Regions from separate parts of the Mus musculus genome. Here all the other regions are linked to region 1. Evidence: chromatin contacts called from public ChIA-PET, HiChIP or PLAC-seq and promoter capture Hi-C data. All regions are on one chromosome and are shown on one strand. The core of a region is the stretch at or near the end of the contact, and the rest is flanking DNA. Distances in the headings are between cores, read along the strand shown. Region 1 holds the start of Otulin (OTU deubiquitinase with linear linkage specificity). Region 2 has its middle 140 kb from the start of Gm36899. Region 3 has its middle 160 kb from the start of Gm36899. Region 4 overlaps Trio (triple functional domain (PTPRF interacting)). Region 5 overlaps Trio (triple functional domain (PTPRF interacting)). Region 6 holds the start of Trio (triple functional domain (PTPRF interacting)).

Region 1 (3,511 bases), core at 232-2,731:
TTGTTTTGTTTTGTTTTTTTGAGGCAGGGTTTCTCTGTGTAGCCCTGGCTGTCCTGAAACTCACTTTGTAGACCATGCTGGCCTCGAACTCAGAAATTCGCCTGCCTCTGCCTCCCAAGTGGTGGGATTAAAGGCGTGCACCATCTCACCCAGCACAAATGTTCTTTCTATAGTTTATCCTCTTATGTTCCCACCTCCCCGAGTTTATCTTTACAGGTTCTTTACAAAGAACATAGCCCTCCCCTGAAAGAAAGTAAGATAGTTTAGTCTGGAGCCAAGGAAATATGAGGCACAATGGTCCAGGAACACAGATTTGACTTATTCCAAATAGTCTCCATATGCTCCAGCCTAATGGCTTCCTTGCTTTTTTGTTTGTTTGTTTGTTTTTTTAAATAGTAACAGAACAAATCAAACATTAAGTCAAAGGTCTTTCTAAAACGCATCAGGTAGATGGTAGAAATGTTTGTTAAATGTTTGTTATGTGATCTGATGTTATTCTGGCCGTAAGTCTGTAGATCCCAATGATTTACCTAAAAGCTATAATGAGGTTGGCAATAAATGGCTATTAAGGAGAACTGAAGATCGCCCAAGACTGTGCAGCTTACTCCTAATCGGTAATATTCTAGCTCTCCATAATCAAGGACGTTTTAATCACCCAATCAGCCTTGGGGATGTTTAACACTAGTGTGCTCCCCTCACCTCTGAACATCAGTTTAGTCCTATGCTTTAATATTTAACTGCAGGCAAAAATGATCTTTCATAAATGGCCTTATAGAGAGAACACGGAAAAGACGAAGCTCAAGCTTATCAATCTAAACTTGGCTTTTTATGATCTGACTTCCAATCTTACTTTTCGGTTCTGCCCCTGAACCTATCTGCAGGCTTCCGAAATGTCCCTGCCTCGCTATTGCTCCATACTCGGGTTCTGCCTCAAGGCTGGAGCCATGCCTACTAACTCACCCACTCTCCCCGGCTTCTGCGCCTCCACGGTCATACCTTGGAAATCTGTTAATGTCAGCCCTTTACTCTTACTCTTAAATCGATCACATGAAGCAATCTAATTCAAGATGGCACAGAATGTTGTGCTTGCTCAACTACGACCCCACAGCCGAGGTCAAGGCCACGTGGGCTCCAGAGGCCGCGCTGGCACTGAGGAACGGTGCCAGCAGAACTTTTAGGGGACCAAGGATGAAGTTCTGTACCGAGGTAAGTACTACCCGGCATCCTAACTCTCTCAACTCCACACCGCCCAGCCGCGTGTCCTGCCCAGCCTCCAACATCCCCCAACACCACCTACTGAGCCCGGACATGCGCAGTGGGCACACGGCGCGGGCCGCTCCAGGCTCCGCGGCTCAAATCCGCTCTGCGCAGGCGTCCTCCCTCCATTCCCAGCCCCGCCCGTTCCAGGTCCCCTAGCCTCTCGCCACGCCCCCTTGCTGCAGGTCAAAGGTCGCGGGGCGGGCCACAGTGACGCTTACGGAAGCGCTCTGCGGACCTCGCGGGGTGCGGGGCAGCGCAGCCACGGCTCCGGACGGCGGGACGGCAGGGCCCGGCGTGGCCGCGGATGAGTCGGGGAACCATGCCCCAGCCCGGAGCGTGGCCCGGTGCAAGCTGCGCCGAGACGCCGGCGCGCGAGGCCGGGGCCGCGGCGCGGGACGGCGGGAAGGTGACGGCCGGCGCGCAGCCCCGGGCCGCGACGCGATGCCCGGCCGAGCAGTGAGTGAGCGGGGCGGGCGTGGGAGCGGGCGCGGGCGCGGGGCTGCGTGGGTTCCCTCGGTTTCAGGTCGGCTACCCAGACCGAGCAGTAGAGAGTCGGGAGTGTGGACCCTGTCACAGCTCGGTCACCCAGGCCGCCACACTCCCGCTTTGACAACTGTCCAATCCTGAAGTTAGGGAAAGCGCTAGGAATTTGGGAAAGAAATCCAGAGAGGCCCCTTTAATGATCCACTGACTCCCTGTAGCTCTTTTCCCCTAACCTAGCTCGGAGGAAGTGAGTTCGCCCCAGTAACAGCCACAGAATTGTCCTGCGATGTCACCACTTGAAGAGTTTCCCACCTGTTGGACAGACTTTGGCCACAGGCTGGCCCTCTCCGTTTTACCCCGTCAGACCCTGGCTAGGTATTCCTACCACTCTTTGCTTTTACACACACACACACACACACACACACACACAGGCACACAGTTTTAGAGCAGTTCCTTATTGACTGTGAAGAAAAACAGTAAGTTAGAAGCGATTTCACTGTGCAGGGTTTGGAGGTGTCTACTGAGTTCGTGGCACAGTTCTAGATGTCTTTGGACTTAGAAAATCAAAAGCTCCGACAGTCAGTTTTCTTATGATCCAAAAGTTAAAGCATAAGGTGTGTCTAGATGGACCTTTAGAGCTCTTTCAATTTCCTAAGAAGGGGTCTTTTGAAGCCTTGTTAAGGAAGACGGGATATAATAGCAGCTCAGTTGTGAGGTGCTTTGCGGTGGGCTTTGACCGCTTTCGTTTATTGAGCGCCCGAGTGTGATGGTAATTATTCCTGTAATGAGCTAGTGGTAACAGGAAAGGTATAGAGTGGGAAGCCTTAACCTTCTCTAAGAGCTAGGCTGCCAATTAGCGTTAGTGACATTGTCTGTTAGCTTTGGGACTTGGGGAGCTTTTAGCTCTTTATTTGGGTCAGCATTATCTAAGCTTCAGCCATAGTTGCTGTAGTCAATGAATCTAGATAGCCTGGTTTTTTTAAATGAAATGTCCTGATTCTTAAGTAGGGACACTTATTTTTCTTTCTATTGAGCTCCTTTATATTACAGGGCCATGTTTGAGTTGGTCTAGTCTGTGGTTGCCAGGTTGAAACTGTCTAGGTTAGAGATGTCTCTTTCCTCTGCTCTTCCTCTGCTTCCTGACGGCTCTGCCTTTCAGCCTGCTTTCCTAGTCCATTCCTTTCCTGGATGCCCAGCCTTTTAAGCCCTGCACCTCAGTCTTACCCTAGCAGTTTCACATGCCTTGAAAGATACCTGAGCCTTTGAGGCCAGAACCACATTCTCCAACGTACACACAGTTGTTTGGAAGGTTTTCTGGTGTGGTGGTTCTCACGAACACCTTGGGGAACGGACCTCAAAGGGAAGGAGTCTTCACACTGCTGTTAGTCTTAAAGCTGAAACCTGGGTTTGTCATCTCACTCTTGAGGAAACAGGTGCGGATTGTGTTGTTAGGCAGGGAGAAACAGGTAGGAGATTTTAAGACCATGGTTCTTGACACCTCCCCCCCCCCCCCCAACTCCCTACCCCTTACCCCCTTCTTCTTGACCTCCTCAGCAACACTGGACAGAGAGGCATGGCTTATAACCACGCCTATGTTTGTAATTTGAATGTTATTAGCTGTTTCTTTTTTTCCTTACTGCCTGTGTTGGCTTTAATTGACCCATTTTCTCTTGACTCTTCAGGTGTGGAAATGAGGCTAGTGTATAGTGTAACTCACAAGTATTACTGGTTAATACACCACACTGCTAGACCATTTTGCCTTTCTGAC
Region 2 (3,297 bases), core at 587-3,086, 310 kb after region 1:
ATTTGCTCCACTAAACAAAGTACAGTAGTAGACCAGCACTGTGCTGTATGGAGAACAGAAACAGGCTTCACTCAGACCCTTAGTATGCTACCAAGAGGATTTAGCATATCCATATACTCAGAAAGATTAAAAAAATATATAACAAGCAACAGGATTTTTTAGTACAGTGTACTACATAATTGAAGTGAATCCTGATGTCTGTTTTCATACTATACAATTTCTTTTGCAGAGTTACGTTGTATTACAAATACAGAAACCATCTTCTTAAAAGGGAATGCAAGAAATAAGTAACAGCTAATGAATTGATATAAAAAAAAAAAACAGTACTTGCAAATAGAGTTTGATTCTTTCCCCAGCCATGACTCATTTTGCGCGAGCGTCTTGGCTTCTCCATCCTTAAAAGACTAATACAATTTGTCTTTAATTAAAGTCTCAATTATTTTTTTAAAGCTCTGGGGAAGATGGGTGCAATGGAAAAATGAACTAACTGAGCCTATGACTTAGCTTGTGCTGGGAATTTTATAGGCAGTTCACAAAGGCTTTTACTTGTCCCCCTAAGTGATAGGCAAAATGTATTTGAAGCCGAACAACTTAGACTGGAAAGGCACACAGTACCTGTCCCCAAAGTAATGATCACATCAGGACACACCCGTTGGGATTGAATGCTCCCATTTAAAGTCTGCCCAACCATCACAGCCTATGTCTGTTTTGGCTTTGGCAGAATGTTGATAACAAGCATCTGCAAGAACCTTGTTTAATTGAGCAGGAAATTACTGTTTTCTTTACCAAGGTGTTGTAAGTAAAGACATACCTGTGTAGACAGGATTTATGGTTTAAGTCCCGTGTGAAGAAATGAAGGTAAATTAGCAAAAATTAATCCCCAGGTGAAATCACAGCTCTGGAACTCATTTTTCCAATGGAATTTGACTGTGTTTTTGGAGCCTGTTAGATTGAGAGGTAATCTCTTGGGCACACAGGGACTTCCTTAAGCACATGAAGTGTGTGTGTGTGTGTGTGTGTGTGTGTGTGTGTGTGAGAGAGAGAGAGAGAGAGAGAGAGAGAGAGAGAGAGAGAGAGAGAGAGTGCGTGTCAGCTAAAGGCTGATGAACACCTTCCCGTGTAGACCTCATCTTATTTCTTGAGACAATGTCTCTCGACGAATCTGGAGCTCAGTGTTCTAGTTAAACTGGATAATGAACGAGCTTCCGGGTTCTGCCTTCCTCCCTTTCTACAGTGCTAGGGCTACAGCCTCTGCTGCCATGAGATCTGAACTCAGGGCTTCTTACTTATATAGTATGCACTTTTCTGACTCAGCCACCTCCTTAGCTCCTGTGTTTATATGTTTTTTGAATGTAGTATTTTACTAAGTATTTTACTAAGTACCCTGGCTAGCTTTGAACCTGTGAACCATTCACCCCAGCCTCCTGTGTGCTGAGATTTCAGGCATGTATGTGGCACCATGCCTACCTTTGAAAATATTTTGACCTCTAGATCCATAGATTTCAAGTATCCCATTGATTCCAGGAAAGAAAAGGAGTCCGTTTCTCTTTCCAGGATGCCTTTTCGAGTAGCCCGCCTCCTGTCCTTTGGATTAGAAGTTTATCTTTGATACCTCCTACCCATCCCTGAGTTCCCGTATTATTTTTCTGAGTTGATTTGGCATTCTGGACCACCGTGGACACTCCTCCACTCGAGCCTCTTCCTGGAGGGCCTGTCTCCGTGTTGACTGATTAAATGAAGAAAGGAAAGAGAAGAGTCACCAGCACTCTAGGCTTGCCACTGTGTGGGTGGTGATTCTTGGATTCCAAGCAAATGAAGCTAGCTCAGGGATGCTCTTGTTTGTGCATGACTAACTCCCTTCCGTCACCCAGAGGCTGAGCGTGGGGCACATCAGGAAGGACTGTGGTTCCACTCGGCCAGTGTGTTTTGGCTCTGTTGGATTCTTGTAGTTGCTGCAGTGATGTGGGCAGGCAGGGAGGAGAGATGAAGAACTCAAAGTAATTTTTCAACAATAAGAGACTGTGTTCCTTAAGGCTCTCTTCTCTTCCCTTCCCTTTAAAAGAAAAATACTGCTTTGGCAAACCTGTCCTTATTCACTGAGAACAGAGAAACATTATCACTTAGCAATGATGCTCAAACACTATCCTGGTTTTCTGTGCCTCTAGGTGGAAAGCTGTCTTGGCACTAAGCTCAGAGCATCTGGTTTTCTGAGGAAGACACAGCTTAAAAGTGTCCAAGTCGCGGGAAGTGGTTAGGCTAGCCTGCCCTATCACGAGGTGGGGTAGGATATTCTGGTAAAAGGAGGGCTAGGCTCTCCACATAATAATCAAAAAGGATTTGATGAGGGCTGGAGGGGAGGGTGGAATTCTTCAAAGCCGTACTGTTGACTTGAGAAAGGAGATTAAGGTTAAAATTAAAAAGCAACAAAAGGAACTTGGTTTCCCAAGCAAAGGAAGGGTAAGGTGTAATTTCTTCCCAGGAAAATCTCAAATTAGCTACACAAGATGGCTGATTTACGTCACAATGCTGTGTTTATGTCATTCCAATTCTTAAAATACTGAGATCAACTGTTTTTTATTATTTTTATTTTTTTAGAGTTTAGTTGTTGCCCCCCCCACCCCAGTCTGCACACCCACAATTCCTCATCCCATTCCTCCTCCCCTACCCCCGTCCATCACCAGTCCTCCCCACTCCCTGGGCCCTCAAGTCTCATGAGGGTTAGGCGCATCTTCTCCCACTGAGGCCAGACTAGGCCGTATATATGTGTGTGTGTGTGTGTGGGGGGGTGCGGCTCGGACCAGCTCGTGTATTGAGATCAACTTTTATGAGAAGAGAAGGAGTTTATTTAAAATTGTTGTTCTCCAACATTACACAGAAGCAGAAGTTGTACAACTATGTGAGAAATGTCTTCTCCCTGCGAAAGCATGAACCCATTAATATCCATGGGTGGAAGCTGGGCATGGTGGTGTTCACCTAACAAGACCTCATCTCAAAAAAATAAATAAAAAAAGAAATCTACTGGTGCCCAAAGCTTGCTCAACTTACAAGCCTACCCTATATCATCAGTTCCTTCAGCCTCAGACCCAAGAGACATCGTGATTATTCAACTGTTTATACTCACCAGCACCATCAATTCCTCCTCTGCCTCCTCCTCCTTCTTTTTGTATGTACGCATGTGCATGGTCAGGTGTGTGCAGGAACACCTCTGTGTAGAGAACAATGGACAACTTTGGGCACCATTTCTCAGGAGCTGTCCCTTTTTATTTTTTAAAGACAAGCTCTCTCTCTGGCCTGGGA
Region 3 (3,494 bases), core at 201-2,700, 330 kb after region 1:
CAGGACTGGGTTGGTTCTCACAGAAGCAGGTTAGCAGTCTTGAGAATGGGGTCTTGTAAAGTGAGGCTGTTCTTTCTCTCACGCTTTGTCCCTTAGATTGTAAAGCCCAAACAATTCCGTTTCTGAAGAAACTCCATTTTGTACCAGACCAGGGGCTAAACTCCAATTCCAGGAAGAAAATAACAGAGTCCTCAGGAGCAAGCATCCTATGACAACACACCGCACTTAGCAACAGCCCGTCAGGCTACAATAGCAGGGTCAAGGTACATTGAGATAGCTTAAGACATCCTGCAGAGAATACACTTAGCCATCCTGTTTGTCAGGTGGTTTGTCCCCATGTTCAGTTCCTGCAGATTACCCCAGAAATGCAGTTTTTAAATACTAACTTGCTGACCTGTATGGAAATTGCACAAGCTTGCTGTAACTATAATACATATATTGCACTCCTAGACTCAGGGCCTCACTCTGACCCGCTGCAACCTTGCTTGCAAACGTGTAATAAAGACCCTTGTGTGTTTATATTGCAATTGGCTCCTCGGTGGTCTTTGGGGGTCCCTGCAACTTGGGTATAACAAGATGTGTTCGGCTTGTCCTTCGGCTCTCTGCCTTGAGCCACAGTGGTGTGAAGTCCTCACCCGATTTTGCCACAGTTGGGATGACCTACATCCTCTCATTGCGCAGAATGTTTGGTGTTGTCTTCTCCATAGCCCGTTACAAGCCTTCTTTATGTAAATGCTTGTCTTTCTTCAAAGGCCCAAAAGACGTTTCTCTGAGATTAGCTTACTAAAACGCAAGCTACAAGGTGGAGGGAAGTCAAGCAGCCCTCGGTGCCAAAGGGCAACCCAAAGGGATGGATTGGGTGTTGTCCCGGTACTGTTTGGTTCAGGTTGGAGGTCATTTGCATAGTAAAGAGCTGGAGTGGGCGTTGTCTTGTTGCTGATTGGTTCAGGCTGGAGGTCATTTGCATAGTAAAGAGCTGGAGTGCGCATTGTCTTGTTGCTGATTGGTTCAGGCTGGAGGTCGTTTGCATAGTAAAGAGCTGGAGTGGGCGTTGCCCTGCTGCTGACTGGATCAGGCTTGAGGCTGTTGGCATAATAAAGAGCTGGCAGCTAGAGCTGGGGGCCAGGCAGAACCTTAGGCAGATGCGGGAGGAAGCAAGAAGGGAGGCAACTAGAAGCAGGCAGTGAGAACCTCTGTCTTAGTTCTATAGCTGTGAAGAGACACTGTGACCAAGGCAATTCTTATGAAAGTAGGCATCTAATTGGGGGTTTACTTACTGTTTTAGAGGTTTAGACCATTATCGTCTTGGCAGGGGCATGGTGCCATGCAGAGCTACACCTGAGAGCTACATCCTGATTGTAAGTAAAAAGAAGAAACGCTGGCCTGGGTGTGGGCTTTTGAAACTCTCAGAGCCCACCCCCAGTGACGCACTTCCTCCAATAAGGCCACACCTCCTAATCCTATCAAAGAGTTCTGCTTCCTGGTGACTAAGAATTCAGAGCACCTCACGTCCCTGTGATGCCTGTGCACAGGTGCTCACAGACCTCCCCTCCTCTCCCCATATCCCCAAACCCTTTTCTGGTATTTCTATAGGCTGGGACAGGAAAGGAGGTAGTCCGTGCAGCCAACCTGCTATCTTGATCACTTTTTATTGTTTTTTTTTCCCTGGTATTCTTCAAAAGATTGAGGTTGTCTTTTGTGCTTCTACAATGTCTCAGCCCAAAAGTTACCTATTATTGATGGTCAGGTTCCAAGCATCAGATGGCAATTTGCAGCCTTGCGGCTTAAAGGCAGGAGAGATAAAGCTACCAGAACGTAATGATTCACAGTAATGAGGTTTCGTCTGAAGAGCAAAATGGACAACTGGGGACCCTGGCTTCTGTTCTCTGGTTTTGGAATGCCTTTACACTGGGAGCACAGGACTGCGGCTGCCGCTTTGGCTGATGTTCACAGACTCTACAGCGCAGTGTCTGCTTGATGGATGTTTTCTCATTGCTGGTGGTAATTCTACAGTGGCGGATTCACCAGTTAGCAGGACTTTGCCGTTTGCTTCTAATATCTATTTCCTCCTCCGGATAAATCATCATCTTATGAGAAAGTAAAAAGGTAGAAAATATTGGTCATGAAAGGATTTGGATCATATTTAACTCAGACAATGAAAAAGTTTCTTCCTTAATTCAATAACTGTCTGGAACCACAACTTAAGATTGCCAGTGGCTTTGTAGACATGCCCAGATAGTTAGATTGTAAACCACCCAGGAGCTTGGGGGATTTGTGTTAAATTCTTGCCCTGGGCTGACATGTTGAACCTAGAAGTTAACTGTAGATCAAGAAAAGAAGAGGAGGTGTGTGTGTGTGTGTGTGTGTGTGTGTGTGTGTGTGTGGTGGAACTCAACAACTTTGTCAAACCCAATCTTGTTTTTCTTTCTTTTGGCTTTTCTATTATATTTTTCTGTTCTTACATTACCTACAGGCAAGCTTGGGTACAATGCTATCATACTCAGATGAAGGGCACAGGGAGCTATGACATCATTCAGCTACTCCATCGCTCCCATAGAGAGGAGGGCAGTTTATTCTCTGGGTTTGCTTTGTTTAGTTTTGGAGGCAAGATCTCAAGGCTGGCCTTGAACTCACTACATAACCAAGGATGCCCTCACATTCTAATTTTCTTATCTTTTCCTCCCACGAATTAGGATTAGGTGTGCACCACCACACTGTTTTATGTTGTGCTAGAGATCAAACCCAGGGCTTCATGCATACTAGACAAGCACATAGGAGCTATAACCCCAGCTTCAAGTGGTTGGGCTTGAATTACATCCCTGCATATCAGACACTGAGGGTCATGGATAAGTTGCTACTTGTTCATCTCTGTTTGAAGGTCCTTTCTCTACTAACAGTTAGAGAATAGGTTACACAATGTTTAGACTCGTGTACGTGTACGTGTGTGTGTGTGTGTGTGTGTGTGTGTGTGTGTTTATAATGTAAAGGACTAAGGATCAACACTATGAATTGAGTGTATTCATATTCATACCACATTCACCTGTAGGGATAAGACCCAGGAGCCAATGGCAGAGAGGTTCTCAGGTGAACTCCTAGGTTTGGTTCTCCTGGACAATTGTTTACATGGAGTTTTTGATTAAGATTTTATGAGAAACCAGCATCTGTGAAAGGAAGATGAGGTCTGGGAGAAATGAGCAATGGAATTAGGCTGTAGGTATAAGAAACTCTTTCCATTGCTACTTTCTCTGGGAAAAGATGGCGGGTCTTTTTCTCTGCTTTCTCGGTTGCTGGGTTTGGGTTTTCCCAGAAAGCGATACAGCAGGAAGGAGTGGCTTTTAGCATCTGGGAACAAGAGGGCTCATGTCAGCAGGCAGGATGTCTACTGATTGACTCTTACAAATTAAGGCAAAACCTTCATGGAAGGGTGACCTGGCCAGCACATCCCTATTTATAGTCAGAGCAGAGTTGCTAGTGGGAAAGACATTTGTCATGGA
Region 4 (3,540 bases), core at 805-3,304, 270 kb before region 1:
TGTTTGACTGGATCACTCACAACAAAGGCCTGTTTCTGAACAGCTACACGGAGATCGGGACCAGCCACCCGCATGCCATGGAACTTCAGACGCAGCACAATCATTTTGCCATGAACTGTATGGTAAGCCGCTGTCAGATCCCACAGATCCTGACCCACCAAAGGTTTTTAGCAAACGGGAGGCGTTAGTGGCTGGAGCACCCGTACCTCACACGGGTCGTGTGGAGTCATCAGGGTGACAGTGGACATAAAAATGATCATTGCCACTCTTTCATTTTCTGTCTGACTTTGGATGATCTCTTTGACCTCTTTGACCCTCAGTTGCCTAATCTATGAAGTGGGTACACTATCTATTTTTGATGTATTTGTGGTATTTACTCTGTATGTATAAAGCACTTTAGTATACTTTGCAAGATGTAGTTAGTGCTCAAGAAATCATAACTAACACCTGTGATGCTACCCAGTTAAAGCAGGTAAGGCACTCCTAAAAATGTGAGAGATGTCTCTTCTCTTCCGTCCTCCCCTTCCTCCCTCCTCCCCTCCCTCCTCCTCAGCTCTCATCTTTTTATTTTCAACATTACGTCTGTGTTACCGTTCTCAGTTACGCCTCAGTTAGGATGCGCTGTGGACAGCAGGTCAGGAGCTTTCTGGGCTTTTCTCGTCCCCTGTTCTGACACCTGCATGAGGCTTCAGCCATCACGCATGCCTGGCAAATGTGGCCCACTAGCTTTTGGTCTTTTGTCCTACTGCCTGGAGTGTTTTGAGGAACCTTAAAGCATAGAAGACTAAATGCAAGTCTGTGCATAGGGAATCTTTAAAGGAACCACATTAAGCAAGATCAAGAATGATGCTCATTCTAGCATAACATACAAGCTTGAGGGTAAGAGCTAAAGCGTAGGTCCTTGTGGGAGGGATGACGCATGGCAGAGCCGTGTGCAGGCTCTGAAGGGCTGTGTGGCTCACCATGCCTCTGGTTGTGCTGAAAATGCTAGACCACGGGAAATGAGAGGCACAAAGACCGGCATAGTCTGATCAGGAAATGAACCTGACAAAGGACTATAGATTCAAGTCTATGTATGAGCATCTGTAGTCCCCCAGGAGGATCCTTCCTTCCTTCCTTCCTTCCTTCCTTCCTTCCTTCCTTCCTTCCTCCTCCTCCTCCTTCTTAATGTGCATTGGCGTTTTGCCTGTATGCATGCATGGGGGAGGATGTTAGATATTGGAGCTGCAGACAGTTGTGAGCTGCCAGGTGGGTGCTTGGAACTGAACCTGGGTCCTCTGAAAGAATATTCAGTGCGCCTAATCACTGAGCTATCTCTTCCGCCCCAGGAGGACCATTTCAATGGGCTGCCCTTCCCTTGTTCTAACCATTCTAAGTGAGAACCTCTGCATACACTCTCTGATAGACTACAGAGTAGCCTTTTCTCTTGAGGAGTCAGAGAAAACATTAGCAAATTCAGCCACTTTAAGGAGAAATAAGGGACAGGGGAGGAACATGGAAGGTAACTGCTCAGTCACTCCTCATGAAGATCTGCAGCCCGAGCAGAGAAGATACAGGCGTCAGCTTCCCATGGTGACAGGGTGCCTGAGATCCATAGCCAATGCAGGGAAGATACAGAGTTCAGTTTCTGAGCTTTCAGCCCAGGCTGGCTTGGCTCTTATTTCTGACACTAATCATGTGTCGAAGGCAGGAAGTGAGTGTGGGTCAGGGCTGCCTCATGGGGTCCAGGAAGCAAACAAAGGGAAGGGAGCAAGGCTCCCAATAGATCTTGCAGAGGCTCACCTGCTTCCTATAGCTAGACCCGTCTCTACTAGTGCTATCTGCTAAGGACAAAGCTTAGCAAATGCTCCGCATGGGAATCTTTGGGAGACATCCCAAACCCAGAGCACACTGCTCTCAATTTAAAGGAAGCTAGTTAAATATATTTTAATTAACATACCCACACAAGCCAGGAGCCTGTTCTCACTACTGTCACACCTCCATGGAGTAACCTCTGCCTCTGCTGCTTAGGACATGAATGGTCCATGAGTTTGTAGCAAAGGAATGTGGGCGGGGCTTGTCTGTGCCAAGGCAACTCCACCGGGTTCTGGTTGGATGATAACAGAAAAGATCAGCAAATGAAGGTGCAAAGGAAGCCAAGGAGAGAGTTCTGTGTGCTAGGGTTAGGACTCAGTGAGCTGTGGTAAGGAGGGGGCCACTGCAGACTAGTGGCAGTGTGGCTCAGAGGGGTGGGAAGAAGAGGAGCCCCGAGAGGAAGGAATTGGGCAGGCTGGCTAAGTTAGTAGTGAGTAGCAGGAGGCAAAGATTTATCTCCCACTCAGGGGTCGCACAGACAGGAACAGGACAAGGTCAAAAATAAAAATACATGAGTAGTTCGAAATTTGTTGACTGTGTGCCAACACTCCATGTTATCCCACAAGTAACATTCAACAAGTTTGTTGAATGTAAGAACAGATGGAGAGAGAAGCGGAAACAGAAGTGTGCACAGGAAGCAGAAGTGTACACAACTGTCACATCACACTACACAACTGTAAGATCACATGCACAACTATAAGATCATGCAGTACACAATTGTAAGTTCACAATTGTAAGTGCACTGTGCTGTGCACAAGAGGAAAGTGCAGGTTTCATTTTGAACTTAAAGCCTGTATGCTTAGTTTTCCGGTCAACTGGTAGACCTGGGCAGGGCGGTAGTCAGAGCAGAGGAGCTTTGCTTGATCTGAATGCAGCACCAGCCCTTCTACACCTTAACTCCTACTCCTGGGAGAAAGTGGCTCCATCTGAAGATTTCCTGTTGGTACAAAAAGGTGGCTTGAGTTTTACAGAAAGGAGAACTTGTCTTCACACAAATAACCTTTGGTTGCTAAGTACATAAGTTTGAATTCCTGGGTTCTAGCCGGTTCCTTCAGTTCTTTGTGATTGTTAAAAGGCCTGCCATCTGGATCCTCATGAGGGTCTGAAGCCAGGAAGTGAGTAACAGTGTATTTCTGCATACCCACTTGTGTATCTGATTGCTTTGTGGTTAACAATTATGCCTTTCAGTGAGTTGATTGATAATTTTACAGTTTTAAAAATAGAATTTGGAACCAGCTCAGAGTTGATGAAAATCCAGAGAGTTAGATGCTTGACATAGGTACCAGGTGGTGCTGCTCGTAGCCTGGGGAACTGTCAGCAGGCTATTCACCAAGGGCTCTGCGTTTCTTAGTTGGGGGGAGTCTCCTGTCCACATCCCTCAGTGAACCTCTTCCTGTGCCTCCCCCGCAGAACGTATATGTAAATATAAACCGCATAATGTCAGTGGCCAATCGCCTGGTGGAGTCGGGCCACTACGCCTCTCAGCAGATTAAGCAGATTGCAAATCAGCTGGAACAAGAGTGGAAGGCGTTTGCAGCAGCCTTGGACGAGCGCAGCACCTTGTTGGACATGTCCTCCATCTTTCACCAGAAGGCTGAGAAGGTCAGTGCCTGGGACCCCCAGCCCACAAGGCGGGAGCCAGATCCCGTGCCCCTGCCATCTTGTGTAAGTGATTCTTCCCAGCTT
Region 5 (3,546 bases), core at 431-2,930, 300 kb before region 1:
TATCCACATGAATACTGATGGCCATGAAGGGATTCCCTGGGGCAGGTCACTAGGTTAGGGTAACCAGGAGAATGTTGTGTTCAAGTGTGAGACCCTGCCTCAATGTATACTGTGGAGAGCAGTCAATGAAGGCAGTTATTTCCCTTGAATGTTACTAGATCTTTTTTACTTAACGGCCATATTTTATTCTGTCTTTAAAAAGCCCTTCCTTTTCTAAGCGTGGAAAGAGGATTTGAGGTGCAGTCGCAGTTGCAGGAGATGAGGGGATGGTGGGTTGAGGTGGTGGATAGAGAAGGGAAATGGTGTTCTCTCTCTTGTTAACTTGAGCAGGTTTTCCTCAGCCGCCATACTCTGTAGTGTCTTACCCTCTTACCAGGATCCAGCAGGAAAGGAAGTCACCCAGGCCTGTCTGATGTGATTTTCCCTGCTCTGAAATGGGCGTAGGGCAGGGCACCAGGCCTGGTTAAGTGTTGAGTAAATTAATGGCTTTAGCTTTCAAGGCCGTATGCCGCCCACATTGGGATAAAGCTATAATCTTGAGGCAGCTGGACAGGTTCATTACCCATGAGCAAAGTTATGCTGGTCCTGTTTCTTGGACAGGAAGCCATTAGCCTGTAGGATCGCGTCAGGGCTAGTGTTTCTTCAGCAGTCACATCTTCCACCACATAGAAGGACCTGGAAGAAAATGTCAGACTTGACTGTTTAGAATTCAACCTAAAATCAAACAAGTTATGAAGCATGAGTTGTCCTCCCTAGGTTTCTTACACGATTCCACATCCCCTGCCACGCCCCACCACCCCCCCCCCCCCCACCAGAAATTACCTGGATGGCCCACCTTGATTGTGACTGGTCCCTCAGCACAGATGAACTGCAGCGCACACTAAGAAAACAGGGACAGAACTGTCAAGGCAAGTAGGGTGGCTGAAGCACGGAAGGACAATGTCAGCTGTGTCTTGGGCCTCCATGTTCCGGGTCTTGCCTTGGTCGTCTGGGGTTTATTTCCATGCCAGCGACGATGCAGTGCTTGGGTGGGAACGGGTGGTAGTTAAGATTGTCCAGCTAATCACAGCCTCCCCACCTCAGATCAGTAACAGCAGCGCGTGCCCAGATGCGCACCTGTCAGACGGACCCGCCTGGGAGTGGAGTCGAGGCTGTTCTCTGCTCTCGTGCATGTTTTGTTCTCTATTCGACGATAAGCGTCTTCAAACAGGGACTGTGCAGGTTGGGGAATCCCCAGGGCTTAGCAGATCAGTGTGTGTAAAAGTTCTGTCTGAACACGAGCGCCAAGTGAACCAAACAGCTCGAGGCTCCATCGGGGAACTGGCTACTACAAAGTTCTGCCACATTCTTGGATCTCATTAAAGATACGCCCTTCTAGTGAGTTTCATGTTGGAATTAAATCCATGAAGCCTTTACCTCATTGACACATTTAAGGGTCCGTGACTTACTGGAGTGTATTTGTAACAGACAGACCTACAATATCCTAATTTTGCTGAATATTTAGCAACTTTGGTTTATGTATAAACAAGATAATGATTTAAGTATTGTTTAGATGTAACTCGTGGCCACTCAAATTAATTGATTACTTATTAAGACTCTCAGCCTTGAGTAGTAAAAGCAGAGGCTGACAAGATAGGCAGGGCCCCTGAAGCCCGGGGAAGTCCCCTGCAGGAAGGAAGTCCCCAGCCACAACCCAGGTCACAGGGGCTGAATTGACAGTTTACATGTTAGAGAAGCTAGAAGTCTTGTTGGTGGTTCGAGGATAGCCAGACCTACAAAGAGAGACCCTGTCTCGAACTACAAGCAAGCAAAAGAAGTGGGCAGGAGCCAACGTAGGGGTCAGGGACACTGGTGTGGCGATCAACTATAATAATCCGTAAGATTTACTAATGTGTAAGGTAATAAGATTTGGAGCTTAAATCCAAACCGGTGCTCATTGCTGGGATCAAGTCCTTTGTCCCGTGGCATCTGAAGTCTCAGAAGCCTTGGTTCTCCTTATTTGTTTCCTGTCTTTCCTAGTAATGGTCACCAACAGGCAGGCGGACACGACCGAAGCAAGCCTGTTGGCCACACCTCGCACTCACAGAAGTTTAAGTTGTGTTCCGTTCCTGTTGCAGAAAACATATGGCAGAAACCCCGAGATTCGTTCTGTCAGCTGTTCCACTTGAGCCCTCTGGGACTCGGGGACTTGGGACACATATGTGCTGACATGTAAAACAAAGAAGTTCTGTCTGGAGTTGTGTGGAGTTGACGTAGCTTCGTTCCCTCAAGCCCAGGCTGGTCACAAAGTCTCATGACTAAAGCATTTCCTTGCAACTGTTTTTGGGTGAACCCTGCTAACTGCAGAGAAGCAGGCCTCTGATGCCTGCACACTTCCTGCTCCTGCTCCCCCCCCCCCCCTCTCTGCAGTGAAAGTGCAGAAATGAGCCTCCTCCTAAGCATTCTCCCTTCGTATGCTCCACCCTTCCTTCCTTCATCAGAGGTGAGACCAACAGTGATTAGGGCAGAAAATAATGTTTTAATTACATTGCAACAACCCCAAAGTAAAACCTTTTCCTATCTTAAACTACAAATGAAGGACTCGTCGTTAAGTACACGAGACAGCAAGAGAACCAGTCACTTTTAGTGCCTGGCCATTGTGAGCAGGTTGGCAACTTTAGAATATGGTTAGTTCTGTGTTTTTGTGAACTGTACTCAGGAGCCCAGTTGTAGACTGGTGGTGAGGTTTGCCAGCTGCAAAGGGTGTTGTTTTCCTAGGGTTAAATGGCTGCTTGGGGTTTTCTGCCGTGCTCCCCATACGGTGGGACACAGTGCCCAGTGACTGTGACCAGTATTTAGGTCATTTCCAGGATGTGGCAAAGGCTTGAGTGCTACAGGCGCTGAGTGGGTTATGTATCCAGTATTAGGGTTCCCAGTGTGTGCAGTGTGCACACGTATTTCTGGGAACAGGAATGATGGGAGTGGGTTTTTGGTGATGCGTGTAGGAGTTCAAAGGGTCAGAAGTTGAGCGTCTGTCTGGTTGGGATTCTTTCATTTTCGCCTGGGGAGAGAATAAGTATTGGCAAGCGAGCGAGGCTGCACAGGAGGCAGATGTCACATCTGAAGGATTATGTCATGTCAGGGAGTGTGTGTCTTACGGGAAGGCATCAAGAAGCCACAGAGGGGCATCGTGGAAAACTTATGGAGAGCAGTAGAAGGAGGTGTGAGCTAGAAGCCGATTTCAAGGCGAGTGGTGGGGTCAGAAGGACTACTGACCACTGATTAGGAGGCTGCAGATACAGCAAGGCCACCTGCGGGAATTCCACGGTGGGGTGGAAGGCAAGGGGAGCCAGGCGAGGCTATTTAAATGAATGAAATGCTTGATGTGATAATGGATCAGGATTTCTCTTAACAATCAATCTTGGTTGGGCTGGTATCCATTCACATAGCTCAGGGATCGAGTTTTATCGCTCTGGGTCAATTCCCCGGGCTCTTCTGCAAAGCAGTCTGTGGATCAGGTTGGCTTTACTGAACCATGTGTGCATGTATGCATAAGTGAGAGGCACA
Region 6 (3,481 bases), core at 653-3,152, 400 kb before region 1:
GAAAGTTCCTTACCAGTTTTGTTCTCTTTGGAAGGTAGTGTGCAGCCTGTACCCTGCGAGAGGGGAGTTCTGCTCTGTCTCACTCGGGACAATCTCTACCTAAGTTACTTGTACTTCTGCCTTTGTCACTTCTACCCCATTTGCTTATTCCTTTACATCAGTATGGACTCAAAAATATTTATTTATTTTTTTTGCTTGTAATCAAACAGTGCTATGTTGTCTTTCTGAAATTGTTCTGGCTTGGGCCATGAAGAGCTCTTTCGACTGTTTCCTTTGTGTCCTGGGTAATCTTTTTCTGTGCTGCTTCCCCCCCCCCCCCTTGGGAAGTCATTTCCTTACCTTCTGGCACAACAGGGTGCTCATGTTAAATACTTCCTGCCCCACTACCAGAATCACCCATTTTCCCAAAGAGCCTGAATTCCTTTAATTGGAGGAAAGTATTAAAAACAAGATCTGAGAACCATAGAAACGCTCCATCTGTGGTAAAATACTTACTCTGCAAGCATGGGAACCTGAATTCAGTTCCTCGGTATTCCAGCTTTTTACTGCAGCTTGGGCACTAGGGAGGCAGAGATGGGAGGATCTTTATGTATTGCTAGTCAACTGTCTAACTAACCAAGGAACTCCAGATTCAGTGAGAGACTCTGCTCCAAAAAAACTAAGGTGAGAAGTGGATGACTGAGTTAGACACTGGGTACCTACCTCTTGTATTCATATAAACACAGACCCAAAACACAAATGTCGATAGTGCGTGCAGGCACACATGAGAGGCAGAGAGACAGTCATCAAAACGCTAGGTGTTTCCAGGGCCAATTAATTGACAGAGCAAGAAAATACAGGCATATGTACTATCATGCGGTCCAAAATATAAGCACACAGCTGTAGATCTTTACACACACCTATTGCAAGGTGAACACAAATTCCTATGGGTGTCTTCAAACTTCATCCTGACCGAAACCAAGCCTTCTAGCCCTTTTCCCTTGCTTGTCTGAGACTGCCAAGGGGAAAAGATCTGGTGGTCACTTAATCATCGTTCTCCCGTTAAACATAGGTGCGGGGTGTAGTTTGATGGAATTTGTTGATCTGTTTTCTCCTGCATGTGATTCTCAATTACCCGGCGCCCATTCCTTCACTGCACTCATCTTGCAGCCGTGACATAAAGCAGAATTTGATATTCCACACATCTGATTTAACGTACATTTTCTTTAAAAGTCCCTTTCCTCTGGTCTCCCCTGCCTCCATCATCTTCCCACTACATCTGGGTAGCCTGAGGACCCAGCACACTTGGGAGATGGGGATTCCCCGCAAGCACCCCCTCTCTCGCGCCTGCTTTTTACATACAAGGAGACGGTAGACTAGAGCAGATAATCTGTTTTCACTGCCTCTCTGCTCATTCAACAATTATCCCGCCCCTTCTACATGCCAGTGACAGCGCTGTGCCTGCGAAGGCCACACCAGCTCCATATCCTGGTCGCTCGGCCCCGCGGGTGACATAAATAATAATGAAAACGCTCCAGCGCTAGGACCGCTTGCAGTGCAGGCGCGAGAGTCCTGGCAGGGGGCGCAGTGCCCGTCCTGGAAGGCCAGTGTGGCTCGGTCACACTTGTTCCTGCTCCTCCCAGGTTTGGAGCAGCCCTGGAGGAGGAGACCTGGCCCGCTCCACGTTCTCTCTCAGCCACTCCATTTCGCCCTCCGGGCTCCCAGGCGCGGCTCCGCCCCTCCAGGACCCGCCCACAAAAGGCCCCGCCCACCAGCCGAGCCCACGCTCCGGCCGCTAACGAAGCTCTCCGGAAATTCCCGAAGCCCCTCTTTTTCCTTCCTCTCCTTTCCCTGCTCTCCCTTTCCTTTCACCCGGGCTCCCTCGGCCGTGATTTCTCCCTCCCCCTCCTTCCTTCCCCGTCGGAAAGCAAGATGGAGGCTCGCTGCTGCCGCCGGCGTTCGTGATCGCGGAGCTTCGCAGCCCCGGCCCCCGCCCTCGCGTGTCCGCGCCGCTGCCCGTGCCCCGGCCGGCCACGCCGAGGCCGTGGCTCCGCGCGCCCGCTCCGCGCCAGGCTCGCGGCTCCCGGGCGGTGTCCTCGTCTATGTGGGCGCGCTCCTCGGGCCGAGCCGCCGCCGCCCGCCGCCCCGGGGCTGTGCGTCCGCGCGCCGGGCGCGGGCAGCTGGGTGCTCGGCGCCGCCAGGCCAGGCGCAGGCGGCTGGGTGCGCGGAGCTAGGGGCGCGGGGCCCGAGGCGGGCTCGTCCGCCGCCGAAGCCATGAGCGGCAGCAGCGGCGGTGCCACCGCCCCGGCCGCGTCCTCCGGCCCCGCGGCAGCGGCCAGCGCGGCGGGCTCCGGCTGCGGGGGCGGCGCCGGCGAGGGCGCCGAGGAGGCCGCCAAGGACCTAGCCGACATCGCGGCCTTCTTCCGATCCGGTGAGTACCGCGGTTGCCCCGCGCGCTCGGCCGGCCCGGCGCGCCCGGATCTCCGGCCCGGTATAGCCCTGCGCGCTCTCGTCCCTGTCGCCGCATCGGGGCTCTGCGATCCACGCCGGCGTGTCAGGTTACCCACGCCGCCCTTGTGCTGCGGCTCGTCCCGGGCGCCTTCACTCGCTTTCCCGGCGCTCGCCCCTCGTGCCAGGCTAGACACCCCTCGGCCTCCCGTTTCAGCGGCCACGGCCCCGCGGGTAGGGGCGCCGGCTCTTTGTCTCTTGCTGGAGGGCCGAGGAGGCGGCGGCGGGGACGGCGTGGGCGGAGGCCGGTGTCCCGGAGGACGAGCTCACCGGGACCGGGGACAGCAGCTCTGCCCTGTAATAGCTTTTGGGCCGCTGGTAGCTGGACCACCAACCCCATTATCAGCGAGTGTCCCGACTCGGGGCTCTAGCCTGTCATCCAGCCTTGGTGTACGGTTCTGTGAAACGGGGCAGCCATCGCACCTCAGCCCAGGAACCGAGGACGGTGGCCGAGCTGAGGCGGCGGTCGGGTCGAGCCATTGTTTCTGGGGGAGGCCCGGGAAGGACATCTGGGACCGTGGTGGCCCTTGGGAGAGGCGTGGGACCAGGGCTGGCGGGCACTGCGTGGGTGGCGTGGACCTGGAGGCAGTGAGGGGCAGTTTAGGGTCCGCTCTGGCGAGCCGGAGGTGGCCGAGGAGGAGGCTAGCCCGGAGCCCGGCGGGCGGGAGGGGCGCTGGTGTGCTGCGCAGGGGGCGTGACGGGGCGTCCCGGGGACCCCGGTAACGGCGCCTCCTCCAAGCCCGGCCCGGCCCAGATCCCGCGCGAGCCCGGCTCGCGTCCGCGCGTCCCTGCGTGCAGTCCGGTTTGCTTGCGCGTCCGGGAGGCGGCGGAGGGCAGCGGCGGCCGGGGGCCTGCAGTTCGGAGAGCAGTCCCTGGCCGGCCAGGCTTGGGAGTGAGGATGCAGACTCCGCGCTGGAGAGCCAGAGAGGGCGGCCCAGGTCAGGATCCGGACGGACGGGCGGGCCAGGGAGGGCGCGGGGAGGCTGTTTGCCCG

The links. Promoter capture Hi-C pulls out the DNA fragments that hold promoters and counts their contacts. ChIA-PET counts read pairs in DNA pulled down with a chosen protein or histone mark. HiChIP or PLAC-seq counts read pairs in DNA pulled down with a chosen protein or histone mark.
Region 2: a promoter capture Hi-C map of hippocampal neurons shows a contact between it and region 1, with 12 times the contacts expected there. The contact joins the enhancer-like site here to the promoter of Otulin in region 1. A contact is called at or near these places in 27 of 39 promoter capture datasets (the 3T3-L1 cell line, 3T3-L1-derived adipocytes, the C10 cell line and 16 more), 5 of 15 datasets of contacts at CTCF or cohesin (the G1E-ER4 cell line, the NIH/3T3 cell line, embryonic stem cells and 2 more), 60 of 484 Hi-C or Micro-C datasets (3T3-L1-derived adipocytes, the AML12 cell line, the AtT-20 cell line and 36 more), 32 of 115 datasets of contacts at active chromatin or transcription factors (the 230-238 cell line, CD8 T cells, the HPC-7 cell line and 23 more) and 5 of 9 other capture datasets (adipose tissue, embryonic stem cells, liver and 2 more).
Region 3: a contact with region 1 is called in an H3K4me3 HiChIP or PLAC-seq map of embryonic stem cells, with 4 times the contacts expected there. The contact joins the enhancer-like site here to the promoter of Otulin in region 1. A contact is called at or near these places in 19 of 39 promoter capture datasets (the 3T3-L1 cell line, the C10 cell line, the HPC-7 cell line and 11 more), 4 of 15 datasets of contacts at CTCF or cohesin (the G1E-ER4 cell line, the NIH/3T3 cell line, large pre-B cells and 1 more), 43 of 484 Hi-C or Micro-C datasets (3T3-L1-derived adipocytes, the AML12 cell line, the AtT-20 cell line and 27 more), 22 of 115 datasets of contacts at active chromatin or transcription factors (CD8 T cells, the HPC-7 cell line, the SCID.adh cell line and 16 more) and 5 of 9 other capture datasets (adipose tissue, embryonic stem cells, liver and 2 more).
Region 4: a promoter capture Hi-C map of the HPC-7 cell line shows a contact between it and region 1, with 2.9 times the contacts expected there. The contact joins the enhancer-like site here to the promoter of Otulin in region 1. A contact is called at or near these places in 7 of 39 promoter capture datasets (the C10 cell line, the HPC-7 cell line, HPC-7-derived erythroid cells and 3 more), 1 of 484 Hi-C or Micro-C datasets (CD8 T cells), 5 of 115 datasets of contacts at active chromatin or transcription factors (the 230-238 cell line, embryonic basal ganglia, large pre-B cells and 1 more) and 4 of 9 other capture datasets (adipose tissue, embryonic stem cells, liver and 1 more).
Region 5: a contact with region 1 is called in an RNA polymerase II ChIA-PET map of effector CD8 T cells, with 12 read pairs. The contact joins the enhancer-like site here to the promoter of Otulin in region 1. A contact is called at or near these places in 7 of 39 promoter capture datasets (the 3T3-L1 cell line, the C10 cell line, HPC-7-derived erythroid cells and 3 more), 4 of 484 Hi-C or Micro-C datasets (B cells, CD4 T cells, CD8 T cells and 1 more), 4 of 115 datasets of contacts at active chromatin or transcription factors (effector CD8 T cells, embryonic stem cells, extraembryonic endoderm stem cells and 1 more) and 1 of 9 other capture datasets (liver).
Region 6: a promoter capture Hi-C map of pre-B cells shows a contact between it and region 1. The contact joins the promoter of Trio here to the promoter of Otulin in region 1. A contact is called at or near these places in 5 of 39 promoter capture datasets (cranial neural crest, hematopoietic stem and progenitor cells, liver and 2 more), 1 of 15 datasets of contacts at CTCF or cohesin (the NIH/3T3 cell line), 6 of 484 Hi-C or Micro-C datasets (B cells, CD8 T cells, embryonic stem cells and 2 more), 2 of 115 datasets of contacts at active chromatin or transcription factors (pancreatic cancer cells and stem cell-derived neural progenitor cells) and 2 of 9 other capture datasets (adipose tissue and liver).

What each region holds. Positions count from the first base shown.
Region 1 is chr15:27,628,663-27,632,173 of GRCm38.p6, reverse strand. It overlaps Otulin (OTU deubiquitinase with linear linkage specificity), which reads left to right and starts at 1,481. Exons shown (of 7, transcript NM_001013792.2): 1 at 1,481-1,716. The coding sequence starts at 1,565.
Region 2 is chr15:27,321,005-27,324,301 of GRCm38.p6, reverse strand. No RefSeq gene overlaps it. Among named protein-coding and RNA genes, the nearest start is that of Gm36899, 140 kb to the left of the region's middle. Within about 2 kb of position 1,836, at least 23 of the 459 cell types and tissues checked have an H3K27ac peak or open chromatin away from gene starts, as enhancers often do. A contact at or near this core is called in the C2C12 cell line, the HL-1 cell line, the NIH/3T3 cell line and 2 more, where this site is marked.
Region 3 is chr15:27,301,972-27,305,465 of GRCm38.p6, reverse strand. No RefSeq gene overlaps it. Among named protein-coding and RNA genes, the nearest start is that of Gm36899, 160 kb to the left of the region's middle. Within about 2 kb of position 1,450, at least 19 of the 459 cell types and tissues checked have an H3K27ac peak or open chromatin away from gene starts, as enhancers often do. A contact at or near this core is called in differentiating embryonic stem cells and embryonic stem cells, where this site is marked.
Region 4 is chr15:27,897,750-27,901,289 of GRCm38.p6, reverse strand. It overlaps Trio (triple functional domain (PTPRF interacting)), which reads left to right. Exons shown (of 57, transcript NM_001081302.1): 6 at 1-122; 7 at 3,265-3,456. Among named protein-coding and RNA genes, the nearest start is that of Gm29975, 96 kb to the left of the region's middle. Within about 2 kb of position 2,054, at least 11 of the 459 cell types and tissues checked have an H3K27ac peak or open chromatin away from gene starts, as enhancers often do. A contact at or near this core is called in the HPC-7 cell line, where this site is marked.
Region 5 is chr15:27,924,790-27,928,335 of GRCm38.p6, reverse strand. All of the region lies in intron 1 of Trio (triple functional domain (PTPRF interacting)), which reads left to right. Among named protein-coding and RNA genes, the nearest start is that of Gm29975, 69 kb to the left of the region's middle. Within about 2 kb of position 1,680, at least 145 of the 459 cell types and tissues checked have an H3K27ac peak or open chromatin away from gene starts, as enhancers often do. A contact at or near this core is called in B cells, CD8 T cells, effector CD8 T cells and 3 more, where this site is marked.
Region 6 is chr15:28,024,269-28,027,749 of GRCm38.p6, reverse strand. It overlaps Trio (triple functional domain (PTPRF interacting)), which reads left to right and starts at 1,902. Exons shown (of 57, transcript NM_001081302.1): 1 at 1,902-2,410. The coding sequence starts at 2,254.